Regions from separate parts of the Zea mays genome. Here region 2 is linked to region 1. The links are chromatin contacts, called in public Hi-C maps. All regions are on one chromosome and are shown on one strand. Each heading gives the region's core, a stretch centred on a gene start, on an enhancer-like site or on the middle of the called end of the contact. The rest is flanking DNA. Distances are from core to core; before and after follow the strand shown. Region 1 holds the start of LOC100277576. Region 2 holds the start of LOC100280269 (putative cytochrome P450 superfamily protein).

Region 1 (6,063 bases), core at 3,536-6,035:
CAAGTTCGCCTGAGCCAGTCTGGCACACCGGACACTGTCCGGTGCACCACCGGACAGTCCGGTGCACCCAGACTGCGCTGACCTTCGGCTGAACTTAGCCATCTCTTCTCCAACTCGATTTTTCCTGTTTCCAGCACTTAGACACAATACATTAGTCCATAAAACAATGTACTAAGTCTAGAAACATACCTTTTGACATGATTTGCACTTTGTCCACCACTTTGCATAGATTAACACAAAAGCACTTGTGTTGGCACTCAATCACCAAAATACTTAGAAATGGCCCAAGGGCATATTTCCCTTTCAGGCGTCCCGAAGGTGACCAGGAGGTCGATTCACACAATCAGGGGTCGTCCGCTTTCCCGGGACGATCCCGTGGAAGGGTCCTCCTATCGGTCAAAGGTGGTCTCGGTTTAAGCCCATGGCATCGAGCGTAGCAGAGTAAAGGATGTTGAGCCCGCTTCCTCCGTCCATCAATACCTTCGTAAGTCGTACTGACCCCATGATGGGACTAACAATGAGCAGGTATCGTCCGGTCGAGGGTTATGATCTGGGTGGTCGGTGCGATCATAGGTGATGGCTTGGTCGGACTAATCGAGGAAAACTGGAGACGCTTGCCGAGCATAGAGTATTTCGCGTCGTCCTGCCTTCAGATGTCTTCTTGGCGTGTAGTAATCTGACCCCCCCCCACCCGAAGATCGTTAGGCATTCAGTCTCGTCCGAGAATGTGGCTCTTGCCTTCTTTCGCTTGGCGCCCTGCCTAGGCTTCGCTCCCGTTTCGGCCGGTGTTCCTCCACCCAGAAAACTTCTCAGTAGCCCGTGGTCCTTGTAGGCGTGTCGAATTGGATAGCGATGGTTCAGACACGAGGCTTCGAGCAGTTTCTCGAAATGGTCATTGGCTTCCTCGGTTGGCGGTTGCTTTCCCTTCTGACCCACCACCGCCATTAGCGTTTCATCGTGCATTTGTCTTTCTTTCTTTTATCAGGTCGCCCTCGGAGACCTCCATTAGGCCCCTTGTCGCGCTTGGCCTTCTACCCGCGATGATGAAAGATCGCTCTCAACGCGTCTTCTCCTGATGCGTGAGTGGTTGCGATGTCCAGGAGCTCCTTTGTGGTTCGCGGGCTCTTGCATCCCAACTTATGCACCAGAGTTTCGCTCGTGGTAACCAAAACAAACGCGCGAATGACATCGGCGTCGGCAAGGTTTGTTAGTTTGTTGCATTGTCGCGAGAAGCGTCGAATGTAGTCCCTCAAGGTCTTATCAGGTTTTTTTGGCAGTTCTTGAGGTCCCACGGGTTACTAGGACGAACGTACGTGTCTTGGAAGTTCCCCACAAAAATCTCTTTGAGGTCGACCCAGTTTTGAATGCAGTCGGGCCTCAAGTTTTCTAACCAGGCCCGCGCCAAGTCTGCCAGGTACAGGGGGAGGTTGCGGATTATGAAGTCATCGTGATCCACTCCTCCCACATGGCTCGCCAGTCGATAATTCCTCAGCCAAATACTAGGGTTTGACTCTCCTGAATATCTCGCGATATTGGTGAGCACCCTTATCGTTGTGGCACCAGTGCTCGAAGGATACGACGGTTGAAGGCCCGAGGCCTCGGTGGCGGTGGGCTAAGGCTCCCATCGGGGTCCAACCAGCCTCCGCAGTGTTGTTTGTACCGACAGGAGTCACCCGACCCGTCACATCCCTCCTCTCCATTCCTGTGGCCAGGCGCGCTCCACTTGGTTCGACCTGGCTTTTGGGGATGGTGAGGTGGGACTTGTGCCACGCTTCCTTCAAACTTGAGAAGTTGTCGCGACGTGGCATCGTTTGTCGTTAGCGTGGATGCGGTGTAGCGGTTGGTCTCTGGTTCGCGACGCCGGGACATGGAGATCTTGGCTTGTTGTTGCACAGCAAGGCCGAGGAGGTCTCGGATCTCCTGGTGGGTCTTTCATTGGGATGGTGTTTACGCCCTAGGCAGCTTGTCCAGAAGTGTCGCATCAGCTACGGCGTTTTGGCTCACCCAGGGAAAACGCGGCGTTGCGCCCCTGCCATAAACTAGGCAACAGCAAACCTTTGTCATCATGGGGCACTGTCGCCCCACCGCTTGGCGTGGTCGCCCCGTCCCCTCCCCCGTAGTGGCAGGGCGAACACCGTGAGACTCTCTTCACCGCTTCCCGCCGGAGCTCCCTCTCCCCTACGGTAGAGGCTACAGGAAGACGCTACCTGCCGCAACGCTTCCCCCTAAAGCACCCCCTACGGTGCAGCCGCGCGCTATCGTCTTCTCTCTCCCCCCGAATGCAGCGTGCTCTCCTTTCCTCCCCTATCTACTGTGATGTGGGCCCACAGTTAATTATTAGTAGATGAAAAATTGATATGAGGTAAAAAGTAGATACAGAAAATGATATTTTATGGTTGTAGTGGGGTATAGGGGAAGGATTTAGGGGAACCGTTGTACAGGGTGGAGATATAGGGGGAAGAGAACGCTGACGTGGTACGTGAGTAGGATATAGAGGGAGAAATTTAGAGGTAACCGCTGAACACAGTCTGATGTGCTCCATGATGTTGGGAGAGTTCTCGCTAAGGCTCCCCACGTGGGGGAGTGATCTCCCATGGTATTGGCTGCAAGGCATTCCTGACCGGGGGTCACATCTCGTCTCGCTAGGCAGGGACGTGAGCTCGTCTTCCGACCCTGATAAGATATCCAGAAACGTGTCCCGAATGCGGTCCAGTACTCCCACTACCTCAGTACGATCGAGTGGTGCCGAGCGCATGCCTCGATCTTATTGAAAGCAGCTCCCATTTTCAGTCCACGGTACTCAAAAACTCTACTTTATAACAAAACCACAAAAAACAGTAGAAAGTATAGGAAACAGTATTTTGACCATTTGTTGCCAGAAGCAATTCCCGTATTTTCAGCAGGGACAGAGGTGGGGGCAGACATTGGTCCCGTTTAGTTCAACTTCTCAGGTGGCCACCAAAAACCGCTCAACTCTACAGTTCTGTTCGTTTGAAGTGTCGGCTTTTACCCAAATGTGTTTTGACTAGTACAACATTTTGATGTTTTGTTGTATTTACTGCAGAATCTGACATATAATAATCCAGCTAGTCAAACACATAGATTCTTCAGTCTAGCAGATTATCTCTGCGACCAGATTCTATTCACAACCAACTTCTGAGAAAAGGTCCATTGCTGTTCGCCCTGCGGCTCGTTTGAATACAGGCGCGGGCTGCCTGCACCCACCCTGCTGCACTTTGGACGTGTCACATAAAATGCACCAAGTCCCAAGCATCCAGCAAGTACGACGCACGCGGCCACTGCTGACCGACAGACCAGCTACACGACAAACCAAAGCAAACCCACCCAGGACGCCACGCCACGCTATAGTGAGTGACTGTTGACGTTGTGCCTGCAACTGCAAGGGCAGTAGTACTAGTCAAACCACCACCGCCGCTACCAGTTAAAACAGCCACACAACAGCGTCGTTATCAAGCAGTGCGATCGGATCAGACATGGTAGAGTTCATGAAACCCTCAAATCAACATCACGAACATCAGCATCATCCACTAATGTATTGTACACATCCAAATTAGCAGCTTAATAATGAACCGACCAACACAGCACTCAGCCTCCCTAGTTTAGCTTACAACAGACAGATCCATCCAGCACATACGAACAAGACAGCACCGTGAGCTGAACTGAACCGAACACAGCACATCAAATCCTCCTACTTACTCCATTAATTAATTGCGCGACGACGACGACTACGACGACAATTAGATGAAGGAAAACGAAGCCTACAAACATCAACCCTGCGGCGGTGGCGGCGGGACGAATCGCTACGCACTAACCCCATGCAGCAGCGTCCGTCAAGCCGCGGCCGTCTCGCTGGGCACGACGGGGCGTACCTTGGGGGGGCGGCCGCGGCCGCGCTTGACGGGGGTGGAGCCGTCGCCGGCGGGGGCCGGGGACGCGCCGCCCTCGGTCTTGGCCTTCTTGGGCGGGCGGCCGCGGGCCCTGGGCATGCCCGCGGTGGCCTGCTTCACGGCGGCGTCCAGCGGGTCCTTGGGCTTGGGCGGGCGCCCGCGCCCGCGCCCCGATGGCGGCGACACCGGCGCGCCGGGGTCCCGCGCCTTCGGGGGCCGCCCGCGCCCGCGCTTCGGCGGCGCGTCGGGCGCGTCGGCGCGGAAGTAGTTGTTCTTGACGAAGACCAGCTCACCCGACTCCTTCATGCGCGCCAGGTGCGCGGCCAGCAGCGACGCGTGCGCGGGCGGCAGGTCGCCGTCGTACTTGCCCTCGATGTACCTGGAGATGGCCGACTTGTTCGACCCGCTCTTGTCGCCTAAGTCCTCGATCGCCGCCAGGATCATCTGCCGGAACGCCCAACCAACACGACGCGCCGTCGGTTAGCTCACTCCATTCCGCAGCAACGAGCACACAAAGAGAAAATCCATTTTTTTATATATTTTTGGTCCAACGGAAACGAAAGAAACCGCCAAGCAGCACGCATGGAGCGCGGCAGCATCCCCCGAACCCAGCTACATCTCCAGCACACGAACGAATCCGCGCCAAGAACAGCACCGGAACAAGAAAGAAAAAAGAGAGAAGAAGCAACGCAGGAAGCGGACGCCGGACAGATGGGTCTCACCTCGGGGTAGGGCGGGATCGGGGACGGCTTGGCGACTTCCTCGGTGGCCATGGCGACGACGCAGACCTTCCCGGATGCCGTGCGGAATGAATTGTTTCCCCCTCGGAGGGTTTGGATCAGGATAGATAAGAAATGCGGAGGAGCCTCGCTCCGTTTCTTTACTATTTTTCCACCTTGGTCTTTTGGTTGTGTCTGCGAAGAGAGAGAGTGTGTGTGTGTGGGTCTGTCATCTGTGGGAGGAGAGTGAGGAGAGACGGGATCAGATGTGGGACGCGGGCGGGCGGACGAACGGCCAGGATTTCTCAGGCCGGCAGAATCGGGCGGCGCAGGACGGGGGAGCACGCGGATCGGTGACGTGGCGTGCGACGGGGTGCCTCTGCCTGCACGCGTCCGCCAGCCCCGCCTAGTTTTTGTTTGCTTTTGTCCGGGCCTGCGCTGGCTTTTAGGCTCTCAGTAGGAAATGACCGAGATGACCTCCGGTTTGGCCCTCTTTTTTTTCTTTCAAAATAAGTTTTTTTTCACAGTAGTCTCCTCGGATGCTCTATCCCCCTCTCCACCGAAATAACTGCATGTCTTGCTTTTGCTTTTTAGTAGGTCATACTTTTTAAGTATAAAATTTATAGAAAATAGTATTACATCTTGAAATACGATTATTATATGAAATATATGTCATAATTAATTTAACTATACTTAGTATGCATCGTTAATATTAGTATATATATTATGGATTTTATAGAATTCGTAAAACAAAACGTAGTATTATTATCATATACATATATATTATTTATTAGTAAGTGGGAAAGGCTCTTGGAGTCTTGGTTTCAACTGAGTGGATACATTATGAAATTATCATGAGTTGTACTCAGCTAGAGCTCTTTACAGATTGCTTTGTTTTGACATACAAATAGAAGGGCAAATTAGCTGTGAAAGGTGGGTAGGCATTAGGGTTTAGGCATTCTTCATAGTGAATTGCAAAAAAAAATTGTCTGTTTCATGGCACTGTCTTATTTTACAGATGCACCACTCTAACTTTGCTAGAACCATTTTGCTAAAAACTACTGTTATAGTAATATTCTAACAAATTGTGGATATTATTCTTTCCCGTGAAAACCTTTTAGAGCTAGTTTGTAAACCCTATTTTTCCATATAATTTCTATTTTACTAAAGAAAATTAGTTTATTTTTCTTTAGGAAAATAGAAATATTTTAGCTAAAAGGTGTTTTCAAACTAGCCTTTATTAAGCAAATCTCTTTTGAAGTTCACACTGGTGTCTTAGGACCTAGTGGTCAAATGGGGAAAAAGCTTTCGGTTTCAGCACTATGTACGTATATATCTTTAGGAAACTGCAGTTCGTTTCTGCTTTTCTAGAAAGCTAAAGTTACTTTAAAGATGACTTCATGCCGGTATTAAAATAGAAGAGCAAATTTATATGT
Region 2 (6,545 bases), core at 2,785-5,284, 350 kb after region 1:
ATGTTTATGTGTTTAATCTGCCTTCTTCATCTACAAGTCATGTTTAATTTACAAATGGATCTGAGTAGCTATGTTTCATGTTTTCATTTACTGGAATTGCTATTATTCATTGCTGTTATAATTACATATGACATTTATCTGAGTTATATGCTTGTTTTATTCGGAATTAGAATATTTAATTTATTTAAATATTTTGGAAACATGTCACTTATTTCTCTAAAATTACAACAGGTATGCCCTTCATGACCTTCGTCTGATGATCATTATACCTATGGGAAGATAATGCTTCGGAAGACGAAGGTCTCTAATAATTAACAATTGTGTTGCCTTGTTCTTGATTCACAACATTTGAGAACAAGTGAACAACATGTACGATTCCCTATAAATAGATGAACAGTGTCTTACATAAAGTACCTTTTGAAGGGCTCAATTGTTGTGTGTAATCTTTTCTCTAAAGCACCTTCGCTCTAATTCATTCTCCAGAGACAAAGGTATGATTGTAAATTCATTATACGAAAGAGGAAATACGATATTGATACATTTGAGACAAGTCGTTATGTTAAAATTCTTTTACATTCTTTACCTATTTATGCAATTAAGTCATGACTTGTACTTTCAAGTCTCAACTTTCGTCTTCGAATGAGTTGTTTTGAAAGGATGACTGCTTAGGAACGAAAGTTGATTATCTTTTTAATATTGTGATGCCTTGTTTTTAATTGTACATAGCAAGTGACCAACAATTAGCATTATATGGCACGCATTTGGTTTTGAAAACTATTGAATTTCAATACTTTATTTTTTTAGAAAAAACAAAGTTTGTGTCTTATCTTTTTGCTATGATGAATTTTTATTTCACTCTTCATAATAAAATATTATTACGTGGGTTTCTTTTAAAAAACTCACTACACCATTTTCATTGTGTTACGTTTAAATTATATACATGTTTGTTTAGGAAACATCATATAACATCATATGCAGCTATAGTAGGAAGACAGGAAGTAGCACACACGCTCTCGATTCTGCTCTAGCTTCCGCCGATGCTAAGATTGATATTGCAGGCGCAACGGATGACGTTTGGCGCTGTCGGGAATCGATCGAACTCGAAATTAGTTTAGTGACTACTATCCTGTCTCATGAAAAAATTTGATGAGCCATTTAGTTTAAACAAATTTGATGAGCCATTTCCACTGCCTACTATCCTGCCTCATGAAATTAGTTTAAATTTTACCCCATTAATTAAGTAGGTGACCCGTAGGCCTATTGATTTGTTGAAAAAATATATTCCTTTGTCGAGGACTCTAGATTAAGCTCTCACTTAATTTATGAATATAAACGGCAGTTGTACGGCATTGTAAGCTATTCCAAAAAAAAACTATCTAAATTGTTTCGTAAAGATAAATTTAATTATTATTAAAAGAAAACCAACTCCAATAGATTCTCCCTCGCCATTCTTCTTTTGGTTTTACCGAGTCTATTGGATTAGCCTATCTTTTAAAAAATCTATTTTAGAAAATAGTTAAATTAGTAAATTTAGCTAATTTTTTACTGTGCATTTCATTGTAATGACGGAATGAAATGAGATAGGACGATCCTTTAAATAAAGTTGTTTGGTTCAGAGTTAAAGATTGAAACAGGACTATCCGAGTGTTGTCTCCAATTATCGGGACGAGCCAGTTGTCCCGCAAACAAACTTATCAGAGTTGATAGGACATCGCTAACATATTTGCCCAAGTGGGTTTTGGTACGGAGATGGGGTTCAGCTTTTTAAGGTTTGGTTCAATTTTGAGATGTTCTACGGTATCAAGTACAGCATCCCATCAAACAGGGCCTATAATAATGGGAAAATCAATTCCGGCGAATTTCCTATGCCGTCTGCCCTCAGCGACATTTACTGATTTACACTTTTGGATTGTTCATACATTATGCAAGATTGTTTCTCAGTGACAAAAAAAAACACCGCCAACAAAACGTTGACACCAAGTAGTATTATGTTATTTTCTACATGCCAGGCTACTGCCATCTAGTCAAGTGCACAAACTAAAAGACACATGTCCCAAAAATTTTCAAGAACCAAGAACACAAGCCCAAGTGCGAGGGAGGCCTACTGCCGCCCGCGTCACGTCAACGGCAGCAGGCGCACGGGCACGCCGTGGCGCGCGCGGAGCGTGAGCACGTTGACGGGCGCGTGGCGGTACTCGTCGGAGATGCCGAAGCGGAAGCTCGCGAGCAGCATGGCCAGCACAACCTTGGCCTCGACCATGGCGTACGCCTGGCCGACGCAGTTGCGGGGGCCCGACGCGAACGGCAGGAAGCGGCCCGCCCACGGCCGGGCCCGCCCGGGCGCGAACCGGTCCGGCCTGAACTCGTGCGCGTCCGCTCCCCACACGGCCTCGTCGTGGTGGATGGCCAGCACGGGGATCCACAGCGACGCGCCCTTGGGCACGCGCAGCTCGTCGGCGCCGGAGCCGAGAGTGATGTCCTCGAACGCCATCCGCGGCAGCAGCGTCGCCGGCGGGTACAGCCGGAGCGTCTCGTTGATCACCATCTGCAGCTGGCATGCACGAAGCCGTACGTTACAACCGGCCAATGGCTGGCGTGGACCGCCGGATCGGAGTCGTTGGCTTTGCTTACCACGGTGAGCTTGGGGAGGTGGTCGGCGGTAGGCGGGGCGTCGCCGCAGACACTCGCTACCTCGGCGCGCGCCTTGTCCTGCCACGAAGGGTTCGTGGCGAGCAGCATGATGGCCCAGGTGAGGAGCAGCGCCGACGTCTCGTGCCCCGCGAAGAAGAATGTCTTGCACTCGTCGATCATCGTCTGGGCGTCGTACCCCAGGCCCAGCTCGCCGTTGCTAGACTTCGTCCTGTTCCTGTTCTTCTCCGTCTCGGCCAGCAGCATACCGAGGAGCCCCATGCCGCACGCCGACGACGGCGTCCGGCCCTCGTCCGCGATCTCGCGGCTGCGCTGGATGGACTCCTTGAGCAGCTGCTCCAGCTCCCCGTTCAGACGCTTTATTTCCCGCCTGTATTTGCTTGGGAAATACCTGGAATTTGATAAAATAAATAAGTATACTGATGAAAGGCGTGTGTGCACTGACGAGCAGGATCCAGTGACACTTTTCAGTGCGGCGGCCTGGTCCCACTTGTTAGTGTGCACTGGCACCGTCGTCTCGACGATGCTCTGTTTCTGTTTGCACGCGGCAGAAGCAGAGCATTCAGTTATAGTGTAAAATAAAAGGAAGGGGTGCTCACTGGCTGCCAGGGACCCAGAGATAGCGGCTGGAGCACGCCGTGAGGCGCTGCAGCTCCTCGATGAGCCGGAAGATGCGCTTCCCCGTGTCGTAGGTCGTGTCGAACTCAGTGCACGCGATGATGTCGCCGGCGAGCCTCGCCATGTGCGCGCCCACCTCCACCTCGTTCCCGTCCCGCGCCACCGCCTCCCGCAGCGCGCGCACCGTCCGCCGGGCGCAGTCCACCATGTGGCCGACCCTGCCTCGGAGCCTGTCAGCCATGAACGCCGGCGCAACCACGTGGCGCTGGTGCGACCACGTGGCGCCGTTGGCCATGATCAGGCCGCGGCCGATGAAGTGCTTGGCGCCCTGCCGCTGCAGCCACGACTTGCCGGTGACGTGCGCGTGCCTCGACGACAGCAGCTCCCGCACCATGCCCGCGTCCGTCACGCACACCCGTGGCTCGCTCCCGTACCAGTACACGAACCGCCTCCCTGCACAAGGCCAACCAAATAAAGCCTCCGGGCTCCGGTCAGGTCCGCCGGACAAGCATCAGCACCATGAACCCACCGCCCGGCCGGCAATGCATCGTGAGCCACTCACCGTACATCTTGGACCACTGGACGTAATGGGGCAGAAGGCGGCCGACGATGTCGTGGCTCAGGCAGCTCATGTCACCGGCGGTGGCCCTGGAGACGAGAGCAGAGACGTCGTGGAGGTTCCCGACGAGGAGACGCGGCGGCGGGCCGTGGACGCCCTGGCCGGCCAGGATCGTCCGGATCCTCGCCGGCGTGAGGTAGTAGCAGGAGACAGTGATCCATGCCGCCCTTGTCAGCAAGAACAAGAGTGGCGACGCCAGCACAAGGCCGACCACGCCCAATGCCATGCTGGCCTTGCGCCCTTGCCTTGTCCCGTTCGCAGCTGCCACTACCGGCGCACCCTGCATGTGTGTGTGTGTGTGTGTATATATATATATATATATATATATATATATATATATATATATATATATATATATATATATATATATATATATATATATATATATATATATATATATATATATATATATATATATATATATATATATATATATATATATATATATATATATATATATATATATATATATATATATATATATATATAACGAGGTGGCACATCCAATGTGCAACTAACAAGGCTAGGAGTGAATTTCACAAGAAACAGTTTAAATTCAGAACTGTGAAACAAACACGATGCCCTTGTTTCGAACAACCTGCAGTTTCTTGTTCGCTGGTCACATCTGTTTGTGGTGGCGATCAGCTGAGCGCGAGAAAGCAGTTTTTGACCGACTTTTGACGGGAAAGCATAGGCCAATTTGGTAGATTTTGAGGGTTAGTTTGTGGTGCGTTAGTGAGTGGGGGGGAGTGCTTGGGCATAAAGTGGCAAACCGGCATGGTTAAGATAACCGCATTAGTTAAGTACAACTGGTGTGGCAATCAGTCCTGCCACTAGGTGAAAAGAGGCAGCATATCTTCATTACTGGAACAGATTGTTTATGGCAAAAGGCGTCTCAGTTGGTGCCTTGATTTGGGCTTCTGGGTTTCATTAGAGTCTTGATAAGCATGCAGTGGGGTGGGGGTACAAATATCTGGTTAGTTCATTCAATCACCACAGTTAGTAGCTGCAGAAGGAACAAGCCTCTTTTTATCTGAATTCACAACTCACATTTGAATTGAATCGTGGCAGCCAATTCATGTAGACAAAGCCGGCTGTTTAGATTGCTACCGCTGCAATCCATAGAGACAAAAACACTATAGAAACAGTAGAAGCCGGTATAGATTAAAGGAACGAACAGGCTGAAAGGTTGAAGTCCACCGCAAACAAAAAAAATGTGAATTCAGCAGTTGAAAAAAAAATGTCTGTTGTGTAAGCAGTAAGCACATGGTAAAGTCGTTCCTTCAAAGATAATATTTTTCTGTGTGACTTGATTCTTTTCTGAGTTCACTTTCAGTCATCGCCATTGGCGCCATATAATATATGTTCCGAAACAGGGCTCTTATAGAGGTCAAAGGCCACAAGGTCTTTTTCAGCGAGTAATGCACCCGAAACTGAAAGCTGGAGGATGGGATTATAGAATCCGTTGAGATAAGCCCGCCCTCGGTTTCTCCTGCAGCTTAGGACTCAAGCCAGGCGGATGTATTTGGCTCCTGGACCTCTGTTCTGTGAAACATGCACTGCACCTCTTCACATGCCAGGCAGTTAGTTTTCTTCGCTTCAGAGTGCTGCTCTTTACCTCACACTGAACATAGACAGAGGCTTCTTCTGCAGGCCTACTAATCCGGGACACGTGAGAACAGAAACCAAGGAGGATGCCATGCATACAATACTCTCCTTTCAAAAGATTTATAAGCCATTCCGACATTTTCAGATTAAGTAAGTCATACATCTGAATATAGTGTGTCTAGATATATAGCTTCACATGTGAATTTTTTATTTTCTGGATCTATCTAATTTGCAACCTAGATATCATGCTTCACATACACAACATTTTCCTCTTGAACCTGCCTATTATTTCATTAATCAGTAACAGGTAAAAAAATATCTGATTATTATTTCATTCAGCATTAAAGGTAAAAAAAATCAGATTACACCCTCACGACCTTTGATATACTATTAGTTGTCGTTTAGGATAGCGACACGGTCTCTAAAATATAACTTTGATCAATATATTTTTGTTAAAATACAAACTCTTAATACATTTATACTTTTATAAAAGTACTTGTTAAGATAAATCGGTGTATATAAACATTATGTTTCAAAACTACATAATAAAATAGTTATTTATATTTAAAATTTTATAAGTTTGACTTAAACCTTGTCTAAAACGATAAATAATAGGACATCGAAGCTAAACTGTCATTTTTATTATTAATAGGTAAAAAGCGACCCATTTACAGCGTCCATGACCTAATAGCTAACGTCCCCCAAAATAAGTTTTGTTGTAGATCAAAACAGAGTATCAGACTGAGAGTTGTTCCACTGTGTCGGTGCTTTGCTGCATCAGTAGAAGGGACAAACGGAAAGGGCGTAGGCTTCTAAGACAGATGAAAGTTGTGCATGCATTCCTTCGAGAGCAACCCAGGTGACAGTGGCGCCTTTATTTATTCACAATTGGCATCCAAAACTATTCAACTGAGCACACATCTCGAAAACAAAAAGATTGCTTACTAGGCACATTTCATCTTATTACTTTGAAAGTCCTTCACGAGCGCTTACGACGAAGCAGATAATATATTGCAATGTCACGACAACGCATCATCGTGAAATTTGGTAG

What was found. A called contact is a pair of places that touch in the nucleus more often than the background predicts.
Region 2: a Hi-C map of tassel shows a contact between it and region 1, with 2.4 times the contacts expected there. The contact joins the promoter of LOC100280269 here to the promoter of LOC100277576 in region 1. A contact is called at or near these places in 2 of 25 Hi-C or Micro-C datasets (ear and tassel).

The regions. Positions count from the first base shown.
Region 1 is chr4:84,394,484-84,400,546 of Zm-B73-REFERENCE-NAM-5.0, forward strand. LOC100277576 reads right to left here and starts at 4,786. Exons shown (of 2, transcript NM_001151097.1): 1 at 4,631-4,786; 2 at 3,510-4,352. The coding sequence starts at 4,681. The coding sequence ends at 3,852.
Region 2 is chr4:84,746,869-84,753,413 of Zm-B73-REFERENCE-NAM-5.0, forward strand. LOC100280269 (putative cytochrome P450 superfamily protein) reads right to left here and starts at 4,035. Exons shown (of 3, transcript NM_001153197.2): 1 at 3,249-4,035; 2 at 2,632-3,040; 3 at 1,943-2,551. The coding sequence starts at 3,661. The coding sequence ends at 2,117.